Linked DNA regions of Hordeum vulgare: region 1 is linked to region 2. Evidence: chromatin contacts called from public Hi-C data. All regions are on one chromosome and are shown on one strand. Each heading gives the region's core, a stretch centred on a gene start, on an enhancer-like site or on the middle of the called end of the contact. The rest is flanking DNA. Distances are from core to core; before and after follow the strand shown.

Region 1 (5,285 bases), core at 573-3,072, 270 kb before region 2:
AGAGTGCACAATTAGCTGTTCAGGAATAGCCGAACCAAACCTTCCCCGTCGGTTGGTAAGTTGTGGAGACCTGGTTCGGCTAAATTGCGCAACCCAAAAGGTTAAAAGGTGCGCCTCCACCAACTAAGAAGCAAATTCGATGAATACATTTTAACGTGGCAAGCCTCGTCAGTTCGACATGTACAGCTGCTCTGTCAGTTTGGAGACAAATACGGAGTAGTTCAATGGAGTGTGTTGTGTCAGGAGCTTTTTTTTAATTGGTGTTAGGAGGTTTCTTGAATGGGAACATTGGTGAAAAAAGGGTTAAAATACTCGCTGTCATAAAAGTGATCTTTGGGGGAACAAAAACGAATTGTTTTTGCGAAACAAAAAGGAATTTATTTATGAGCAGCACTACCGCGCGAGTCACTTGATGCTTCCCATGTCAACTTGTGTCGTCACTGTCACAAGAACGCACGCAGCCGCGCATGGCGCACAGACCATTGCCCATTAGGACACAGCCTCATGTTCGCATGTTACAAAATTGGTCTATTCATTTAATTGATAAGAATGAGCACAATTGTTTATAAGGCCGTAAGGCGACCTAACAACCACCCTGACGCCTAAGCGCCTAAAGCAGGCATAATTATAAGGCACTGCCAGGGCGCCTTGCCACCTAAGCATCGCCTAAGCGTCCAAGAGGGGACGCTTTATAAACGATGATAAGCACCCAAGTACAAGTTGAATAAGACTTGAACCAGGGTTTGCGGATGTATATCCACACTTCCTACCAACCAAGCTAGGCTCGATTCGTATTAGATGTAACAAAGAATTAAAAAGCACCTTTTAAAAAAAGAATTGAAAGCATCTGCCAATAACAAGTAATTTCCAACAAACAGAGTTTTTTTTTTTTTTTACATCTTCCAGCAAACAGAGTTAGATGTGATGTAAAGGGCTAAACTGGTAACACGAATGTGAGAAGGAATTGAAGGGGGGTGGTCAAACATGGTAACTTCTAAGCCAATCGGTGTTCATATCCACATTAGATGCTCAAAATCGATTGCCTCGAATTAAAGAGGGGGCTGGGGGGATCCATACTGGAATCTAGAGGTGAGACCGAGAGGTAAAAGGAAAACTGAACGTCGCCCACACTGAGGCCGCACTTGGTTGCCCTGTATTTTAATACACGCGTATTAATTATACAGATGTATTTTACCGGAGGCTAAAAGATTTTAGGCGAAAGCAAAACGATGGAAGGAGATCTGTATTTTTTTTACAGAGGTATTTGAAGCTAAACGATAATCCAAACAAAGCCTGAGAAGGCGCAACCGTCCGACTTGCATGCACAGCCGGGAAGAAAATACGCTAAATCCAACAACCGGGTCGCCTTCGAAGCTGCATGCCGGAATGGCGGAATCGATGGGCATAAACCTCGCCAAAACCTCTGGTCTGGACAAAACCCACCGCGCAAAGCCCCGAACCCACGGAGCGCGACCCTTTCCCCCCGAATCGCGACCGCGATCCCGCCGTAACTCAAACGAAAATCGAACGTGCGCGACGGCAAGCAATTAATCGGGTCGCGCAGGAAAAAAGAACGTGTGTACTGGAAGAGTAATGCTTACCCAACGACGGCCGGAATCGAGCGCTCCCCGGCGGCACGCAGAGGAGATGGGGAATCGCCGCCGATGAAACGAGGGTTTTGGGTTGGGGGACGGGGGATTGTGACTTGTGAGGATTGACGGTGGTGGGTTGGGCTTGGGCGCGTGGGGCGTGAGCGAACCGCTCTGCGACGAAAACCGAGATGAAAAGCAGGGGAGGTGGCGTGTTCAAAGCAAGCGCGACAGTCGTCTTGTCAGGTCCGTGGTGAGTCCAAGTGGTCATTCATTGCGCTCTGCGAGTTCGCTTGCGCTGGGCCAGGGGACGGGAGGATGTAGGTAGGGTGGCGCACTGTGCTCGCGCGTCTGGTCTCTCGTTCCTGGTCTATGGCGACCGTGCAAACGTGCCTTGTACGATGCCAGGTTTGACCTTTGTTATGCCACGCGGTTGTATATGTTGCGAGTAGTTTGTTTAGCCTGTGCAGGATTGGTAATTAGCATGTGCTAATTAACCCCGACATTGATTAGGATAACTGCAATTAGCAGTTAAAGTTTGTCTTGCCTATTAGCAACTGTTTATAGCAGTTGTCACTTTGTCTCTTGTAATAGCAACCGTTATTTTTGGTTAGATTTCATCTCATATCTTTGTAACCGCTCCTTATATAAATAGTCAAAATCAATGAGAATCAAGCAATTCTTGCAAACACTTTTTGACTTTTACAGTAGAGAAACGTTTATACACGGCGCGTCAGTTGAACCGTTTTCGCCGGATGCACCGTGTTCATCCGATCTGGGCGGATCGCGCGCGTCCCCTCTGCGCAGGTCGCCGTCGCCCCTCCCCGCGCAGGCGTCGTCGTCGCGTGCGTCCCCTCTGCGCAGGCCGCCGTCGCCCCCTCCTCCCGCGCACGCGTCGCCGCACACCCTCGTACCTTCGTTGGCGTCCCCTTTGTGCAGGCCGTCGCCGCCCCCCCTCCCCCGCAGGCGCCGCCGCACGCCCTCGTACCCTTCGCTGGCGCTGCTGCAAAACCACCATCGCCGGTGCTCGGGCCGAGCCACGGGGGAGATGACATGACTGCCTCATGTCATGGACAGATCTGTGCGTACGCATCTATTAAAAAAGCTACAAGCGGTGTGCAAAAAGCTTCAAACGGCATAAAAAAGCTTCAACCAGCATGGAAAAAAAGCTTCAAGCGTTGACGGAAATTTTGCTACAAACGTTGGCATGGCGAGCTGCAACCATGATGAAAAAATGCTACAACCATTATACAAATTTGCTACATCTGTAATTCTATTTTGTTGCAAACCGATTTGTTCTTTGCTACAAGCATTGGCATGGCGAGCTGCAACCATGATGGGAAAATGCTACAACCATTATACAAATTTGATACATTCTTCATTTGATTTGTTGCAACCGACCATATAAAAAGCTTCAACCGGCGACAGCGAAACACAAAAGCTGCAATCGTTGACACAAAAGTTTCAACCATATGTTTGAAAAGCTTCAACCACAGACCAACGAGGAAAGCCTGTCATTTTTGCTACAACCAGCAAAAAGCTTCAAACGACATGGAAAAAGCTTCAATCGTTGTGGAAAAAGCTTCAAGCAACACGGGAAAAGTTTCAACGAAAGTGAAAAAAGCTTCAAACCGGCGGCGACGGCGACGAGCGGCGAGCGACGGGGGGAGGGCATGAGGGTGTTGTGACGAGCGGTGACGAGCTCCGGCGAGCGGCTCTGACGAGCGCGCCGACGAGCAGCTTCGGTGAGTGGCTTCAACAAGCGTGATGGCGAGCGCGCCGACGAGCGGCTCCGGCGAGCACGGGGTGTATTGTGATGCATCGAGCTCAGTCGCCTCAGGGGAGATTACGGCGGGGGTCAATGACGCTCGTGACGCTGTAATTTTCCAGAGGAAGACGATGCAAGAGATTGACGAAGAGACAAACAGATTTGATGGCTAGCAGCTGTAGCATCGTAGAGTTACGCGTTGACCGGCGGGGGCGCTCGCACCGGTGCGCCGACACAGAACGGTGCCCTTTACAGTATAGCGCACTGCACGCTACCTCGCACCTTTTTTTACGGGAGACTTTTTTTCCTTTTTTTTGCGGGGAACTTCCTGACACTTAATTCAATGGGGAAAATCTAGTGGATTCGCATGCAAAATTCTTTATCATACGGTGGCCTATAATGAGATTTTCCGGTGAGAGGGGACACATGTCTCTATGGAGAATCTTCCACCTATAAACCTTACAAAATTGTTTTACCGATCATTAATCTGGTTAGGGCATTTCTAACCGATCACCAATACGGACATAAGGGAGTAAAACATTTGGTTTATTCCCTTACAGCGGACTTAGCCAAAACCCTAAAAATATTAAGGGAGTAAAAAAAATACTCTAGCTCCTTATTCCCCCCCAATTTTTTCCTAAATATTCTTCAACTTTCGGCGGCCGAGTAAAACTCCCTCTCCCCCTCCCGCGCCACACTACCTCCCACTCCCCCCGCTGTTGCCACCAATGACCTCGCAGCTGGTCGAAATGGATAGCCAACACCTCACGCTCACCCAACCGTCCACCGGCGCCGGAGTATTGCTGCCGGAAACAACCCACATGTTGCCGCTTGTGTCGAAAAAAGCTTGGGGATGACAAATAACCACCGGATCCAAACTCCGTCTCCAATCGCGCCAATGGTGGCAGAGGTGGCCACCACGTCTCTGGCAACGGTACCCCGCCCTCCTGATGGGTTACGTAGCATAAATTCAAAAAAAATCCTACGCATATTCAGATCTTCCTATGGAGAGACCGGCAATGAGAGAGGGGTGAGTGCATCTTCATACCTTTGAAGATCGCTAAGCGGAAGCATTACTAGAACGCGGTTGATGGAGTCGTACTCGCGGCGATTCAAATCGCGGTGTGATTCCGATCTAGTGCCGAACTACGGCACCTCCGCGTTCAACACACGTCCAGCCCGGTGACGTCTCCCGCACCTTGATCCAGCAAGGAGGAGGGAGAGGTTGGGGAAGAACTCCAGCAGCACGACGGTGTGGTGTTGATGGAGAGACGAGGTCTCCCGGCAGGGCTTCGCCAAGCACCGACAGAGAGGAGGAGAAAGAAGGACAGGGCTGCGTCGAGGGAGAGGGAAAAGTGTGTCCCCCAATGGTCAAAAGTGCCCACTATATATAGGGGGAGGGGAGAGGGGGTGTCCCCCGAAACTAAGGCGACAACAGCAGAACAAATCACCCGACAAAAGGCTAGGCCTTCCGTTATTTACCAAGTATATATGTGTATTAATTAAATAGCAGTTTAAACATAATGATATCAAAATACCCATGTTATCACATGGAACAGCTGGCACCTCCAACTAGCAAAGCTACTCATTAGGGGTTAAGCAAGCCTACTTAGCCAAACAACATTTGCTAGGAGAGGGAAGTGTTTGGGGTTCATGGCAAATACATGTGGCATTTATATCAATTGGTAGGCAGCGAGCAAGTAATGAAGGAAACGTGATTCTAAGCATAACAAAGCTAGATACGGTGTCAAGGTCACGATCATCTTGCTTGTGATGTCTTCAGCTTGGAACTGCCATTGATCTTCCTGCACGTACTCTCCAGCATCCACGTACTCGCTCTCCGTTCCCGATGCTACCCAAGATAAGATAACAACCAATGAACACCGGCAAGACATAATGCAACAATCAATATGATGCATGTGTGAAGA
Region 2 (5,117 bases), core at 1,897-4,396:
TTTATACAAAACTCCAGGCAGTTTTTGAAGTCACAAACATTCTATTTTTTAAATATGTTGATTTATAATTTTCAGTTTATTAACTTTTTAAAGATTATTTGAAATTCTAAATTATTTAAAATAATAAAATAAAACTGAACTGACAATAAATAAATAAACGAAACTAAAAGCAGACGCCTGTGCATGGGCCGGCCCATACGGTGTGCTGGATATTCTCCCAGCGTGCAGAGCGTAATATAGGAGGTTTTTACATGGGCCGGCCCAGTCCAGGATTTTTTGCTTTGTGAAACGTTATATATTACTTACGGTGGCATGGTGGGTAATTTATGCAAACTTGATGGGTAATTTCTATGACGGACGACCAGAAACCCTATTTGCTTTATTATTATCATCACAAATGTCTGTGCGTTGCAACAGGAGACATTGTTACATGTCTTATGACTATAGCTATTTTCCTTCTTTCTCGTCTCAGTTTGTCACACGTACATGTGTTACAACTGAATAAAAAATCTTTAGACTCTTACGGTTTTCGTATATGCTCTTCGGAGAGGAAAAAAAGACCAGCTTAATTTATGAAGCACGTTAAATACCTCGATAGATTATCAACACCTTTTATTATGCTCACCAGTGTTCCATATATTTTCATTTTAAGTACTCACTCCGTTTTAAAATTTGTGCGCCATATATTTAAATTTGTGCGTGAAACAACAACCGTTAAAAGCGCCTCACAGTTCTTTGTTTTATTAATATAAAAAATACATGCTCAATAGAAAAAATAACAAAATAAGCTTATGTGGGATTGAATCGAGGATTATGGGGTAAAAGGGTTGAGTTATAGCCATTTGGGCTACTAATATGCTAAAACGGCCGGGGACACAGGTTTTTAAATATGAATTTTGAAAATTACGTGACCAATTTTAATTTTTTCTGAGCGATTTTCATATATAACATGTTAGATTTGGAGTTAGGATTTAAAAGATATGAATGTTTGAAAAACATTTTAATTTACATAAAAAATGAAGCAATAGGAAAAGAAAAACAAGAAAGTAACATGTAAAATAATAGCATATTTGAAATCTTCACTTTTTTCTGAGCGATTTTCATATATAACATGCTAGATTTAGATTTAGGATTTAAAAGATATGAATGTTTTAAAAGCATTTGAATTTAAAAAAAATGAAGCAATAGGAAACGAAAAACAGGCCGGCCTAGACTCGAACTCAGGTCTCTGCAGCAAGCTGGCGGTGCGTCGACCACTACGGTAGGTACATGACTGTGCTGAAATAGATGTGGCACTTTATATATAGCAGACCGAATGAACCGTTTTTCGTTTTCTCCACTTAAAAAGGGAGTGCGGGTTGAATACATAAAATGTGAGGGACTTTTTAAAAAAAATGCCATAACGGACGACCAGAAACCCTATTTGCTTTATTATGAGGGAGAGATAGCAAAATGGCCCGTGCGTTGCCACGTAACATAAAAACATAATCTCCAATGATGGTGACCACATTATGTTCATATATCATCGCTTGATTTTAAATTTTTATATACAAATGCAAGAAAATGTTTCTTTTTTTAAATTTATCCACAAGTTGAAGCAATCTTTACATTTTCAAAAAATATATATCATGGTTGTCAAAAATCTTGGCAACTCAAAGATTTATTCTGAATTTCAATATCTTTTTTAAAACGTACAATAATAATTTGATCCATCCAAGAGTTAATTCTTAAAAATTCACATAGGTATATTGTCACAAAGACTTAGAAGTATTAATGTTTAACTACATACATTAAATCTTTCGTGAGAATTTTAAAAATATGGAAACAATTTTAAAATCGAGAACATTTTTTACAATTTACTAAAAATCGTGAATATTTTTTATATTTCGAACGGGTTTAAATATTTTCTTTTGAATTGGCGACCAGTTCAAGAAAAGACGAACATAATTTTTTATGTTGAAGGATTTTATTTTAAATTCACAAACATTTTTTGAAACGCATGAAGTTTTTCTGAATAAACAAATATTTTTATAAATCAGTAATATATTTATTAAATTCATGGACATTGTTTTGGAATTTGCAAAAAAATATAAAAATTCGGCGCTTTTTTTGAATCCACAAACATTTTATGTTTTCGTCAACATTTAATTCAAATTTCCTCTTTTTTAATATGCAAAAGTTTTTGTAATTCTAAATTATTTAAATTAGAAATAAACAAAAATGGAACGAAAAATTTTAAATAAAAAAAAGAAACTATCAAAACAGGCATTAGCTATTTTTAAAATTTTAGGACATTTTTTAAATGCATTAACATATTTTGAATTAGAAAGCATTTTGTTAAATGCCTTTAATAACTTTTAATACATGAATTGTATTTGAAATCATGGACTTTTCTTATTGTACAAACATTTTATTGTATATGCGATAACTTTTTAAAAAACTCCGAGCAGTTTTTGAAGTCACAAACATTTTATTTTTTAAAATATGTTGATTTATAATTTCCAGTTTATTAAATTTTTAAAGATTATTTGAAGTTCTAAATTATTTAAAAAAAAAGAAACTGAAAATAAGTAAATAAACGAAACTAAAAGCAGGCGCCTGTGCATGGGCCGGCCCATACGGTGTGCTGGATATTCTCCCAGCATGCAGAGCGTAATGTAGGAGGTTTTTACATGGGCCGGTCCAATCCAAGATTTTTTTTTGCTTTCTAAAACGTTTTCTATTACTAACAGTGGCATGGTGGGTAATAAATGCAAACCTTAAAGTTATCTTCATGACGGACGACCAGAAATCGAATTTTCTTTATTATTAGGAAAGATTATGAAGAGATATAAAATTAAATCATTTATTTTAAGATAAAGAGAATAATATTTATATAAGCGGGACCACCGTGCACCACTCCCGAGCACCGACCGATTTGTACGCGGTTGGTGGGCGAAAAGGACCCACGCATCGATTGCCGCACCAAAAGCAATCTCAGCGAAGAGCGCGCGCACCACTCAAACGCCGCAACGTGTCAACCTCGGTCCCGCACGTCAGCGAGCATCCGAGAAACAGAGTTGGTAGCAGTACCACGTGGTGGGTAGGTTAGATCTTCTTCCACTGCCCCTCCACCTCCACCTGCAAATGCAACGCTCACCAACCACGCAGAGCGACGGAGGGTGACAGGTGGGCCCCGCGAGGTTTGGGCGAGGCCGACTAAAACCCCCGCCGCACCCATCATCCCACCACCACACCACCACTGGAACGAACCTCTCGCCATTCGCCAACGCAGACCTCAGATCTCGCTCTCGCCTCCCTGCGCAGCCGTCGTCGTCTAGAGGAGCAGGAGAATGGCGGCGAGCAACCTCGAGGGCGTGCTCCTGGGGATGGGCAACCCCCTTCTCGACATCTCCGCCGTCGTCGACGAGGCCTTCCTCGCTAAGTACGCGCCGATCTCACCCGCCCCTCTGCCCCGCTTTCTGCGTTCCGATCTGTGGTTTTGAATTTTGTTTGTCTCCGTTCGCGTTAGTTTCCGGATCCGTACGGTATAGTTTTGTTAGCTTCGATAGATTCGTCGCCTCTGCTCATCAGATCCGAGGCGACAGAAAGTGCTTCGCGGGTTGGTACGGGCGCAGGACGGTACCAAGAGTCGAACGATAGTTTTATTTTTTATTTGACAGTCGATGGACATGCCCCTCATGTCACTCATCCAAAATTATGCAATGGATATATCACAGGCGATTTCTCTGTTAACCGCGCCATATTCTAGGAGCCCAAGTTATGCTATTGAAAATTCGTTCCTCTACATAGAAATAGGAGACATAATTTAGATGGATATAGTAAGTCTCGCTTGGGCTGCTTATTGAAATTGACTGCATGTGCGACATGTTCCGCTAGTGTTCCTGTTTTTTTGCCGAATCTGTTGGCATAGATCTCCAATTATAGCCGCTTGATATGCGCTGTGTAATCTGGTTCAGTTGACGCTGGAATGCTCGATCAGGGGTTGGGCGTAGTGCTTTATGCTTGGCTTTGTTGCTATGCTGTTGCTCGAGTATTATGTAACATGTGTTGTAATCATGACTGTGCTGACATGCTTCCTTCTCTGTTTTAGGTATGATGTCAAGCTGAACAATGCCATTCTCGCGGAGGACAAGCACTTGCCTATGTAAGCATCTATCTAAGTCGTTACCAACATCTCAGTGCCGTTATTTTGTACAATGGCATAATTTCTTACCTCATACTGTGATTTTTGGCAGGTACGATGAGTTGTCCAGCAAGGGCAATGTTGAATATATTGCTGGAGGTAATGTGTTTTTAACATGTATAATGTGCTATTTCTTTTTATCTTGTTGATTTTTCAGATTGATTATGTCTTCTTTTTGATGTTCCAGGAGCCACGCAGAACTCTATCAGGGTTGCCCAAGTAAGCTCGAAAGACCAGTAAACCATGACCAACCAAAAGATTTTGCTAGATCTGTTTGTTTACTTTTATATATCATGTATTTTGCAGTGGATGCTTCAAACTCCTGGTGCAACAAGTTACATGGGTTGCATCGGAAAGGACAAGTATGGTGAGGAGATGAAGAGCGCCGCTAAAGCTGCAGGAGTCACTGTTAGTTCTTGAGCTTTTTCTCGCCCTGCCATTTTATCATATAAATGTTTCTGTTCTATTCATTAACTGGCTAATGCTGACTTGGTCTTGTCTCGTATTCATCTAGGTTCATTACTACGAGGATGAGGCTGCTCCTACAGGCACATGTGCTGTCTGTGTTGTTGGTGGCGAAAGGTATGCCACCTATGATAATACCTCTCACCAGCTATTGTGTTTCCTTCTATTTTGTGGCTTTAAATGTTGTACTGGAAATCAATTTTTTATGATTCATTATTCATATTTGTAACGTTTACTTGTTTCACCAACTTGCTTAATTAAGACCACAGCATTACCAGAAAACTTAGTATATGCTCTATGATAGTACACTGCTATTCTGAATGGTAATGTAATACGTCCATCCAGGTTCTCTATAAATGGTAATAGTTGTATGTGCATCTCACTTTAATTAGGGAAACTATTAACACTGTCAAACGTTTATGCTATCTATTGAACTATCCTGTGATGCATCTATCCTGTGATGCAT

What was found. A called contact is a pair of places that touch in the nucleus more often than the background predicts.
Region 1: a Hi-C map of leaf shows a contact between it and region 2, with 3 times the contacts expected there. The contact joins the promoter of LOC123402881 here to the promoter of LOC123406230 in region 2. A contact is called at or near these places in 3 of 6 Hi-C or Micro-C datasets (leaf and seedling).

Annotation. Positions count from the first base shown.
Region 1 is chr6H:377,504,288-377,509,572 of MorexV3_pseudomolecules_assembly, reverse strand. It overlaps LOC123402881, which reads right to left and starts at 1,822. Exons shown (of 6, transcript XM_045096843.1): 1 at 1,602-1,822.
Region 2 is chr6H:377,234,989-377,240,105 of MorexV3_pseudomolecules_assembly, reverse strand. LOC123406230 (adenosine kinase 1) reads left to right here and starts at 3,146. Exons shown (of 13, transcript XM_045099715.1): 1 at 3,146-3,424; 2 at 4,094-4,147; 3 at 4,239-4,285; 4 at 4,374-4,405; 5 at 4,493-4,594; 6 at 4,701-4,768. The coding sequence starts at 3,333.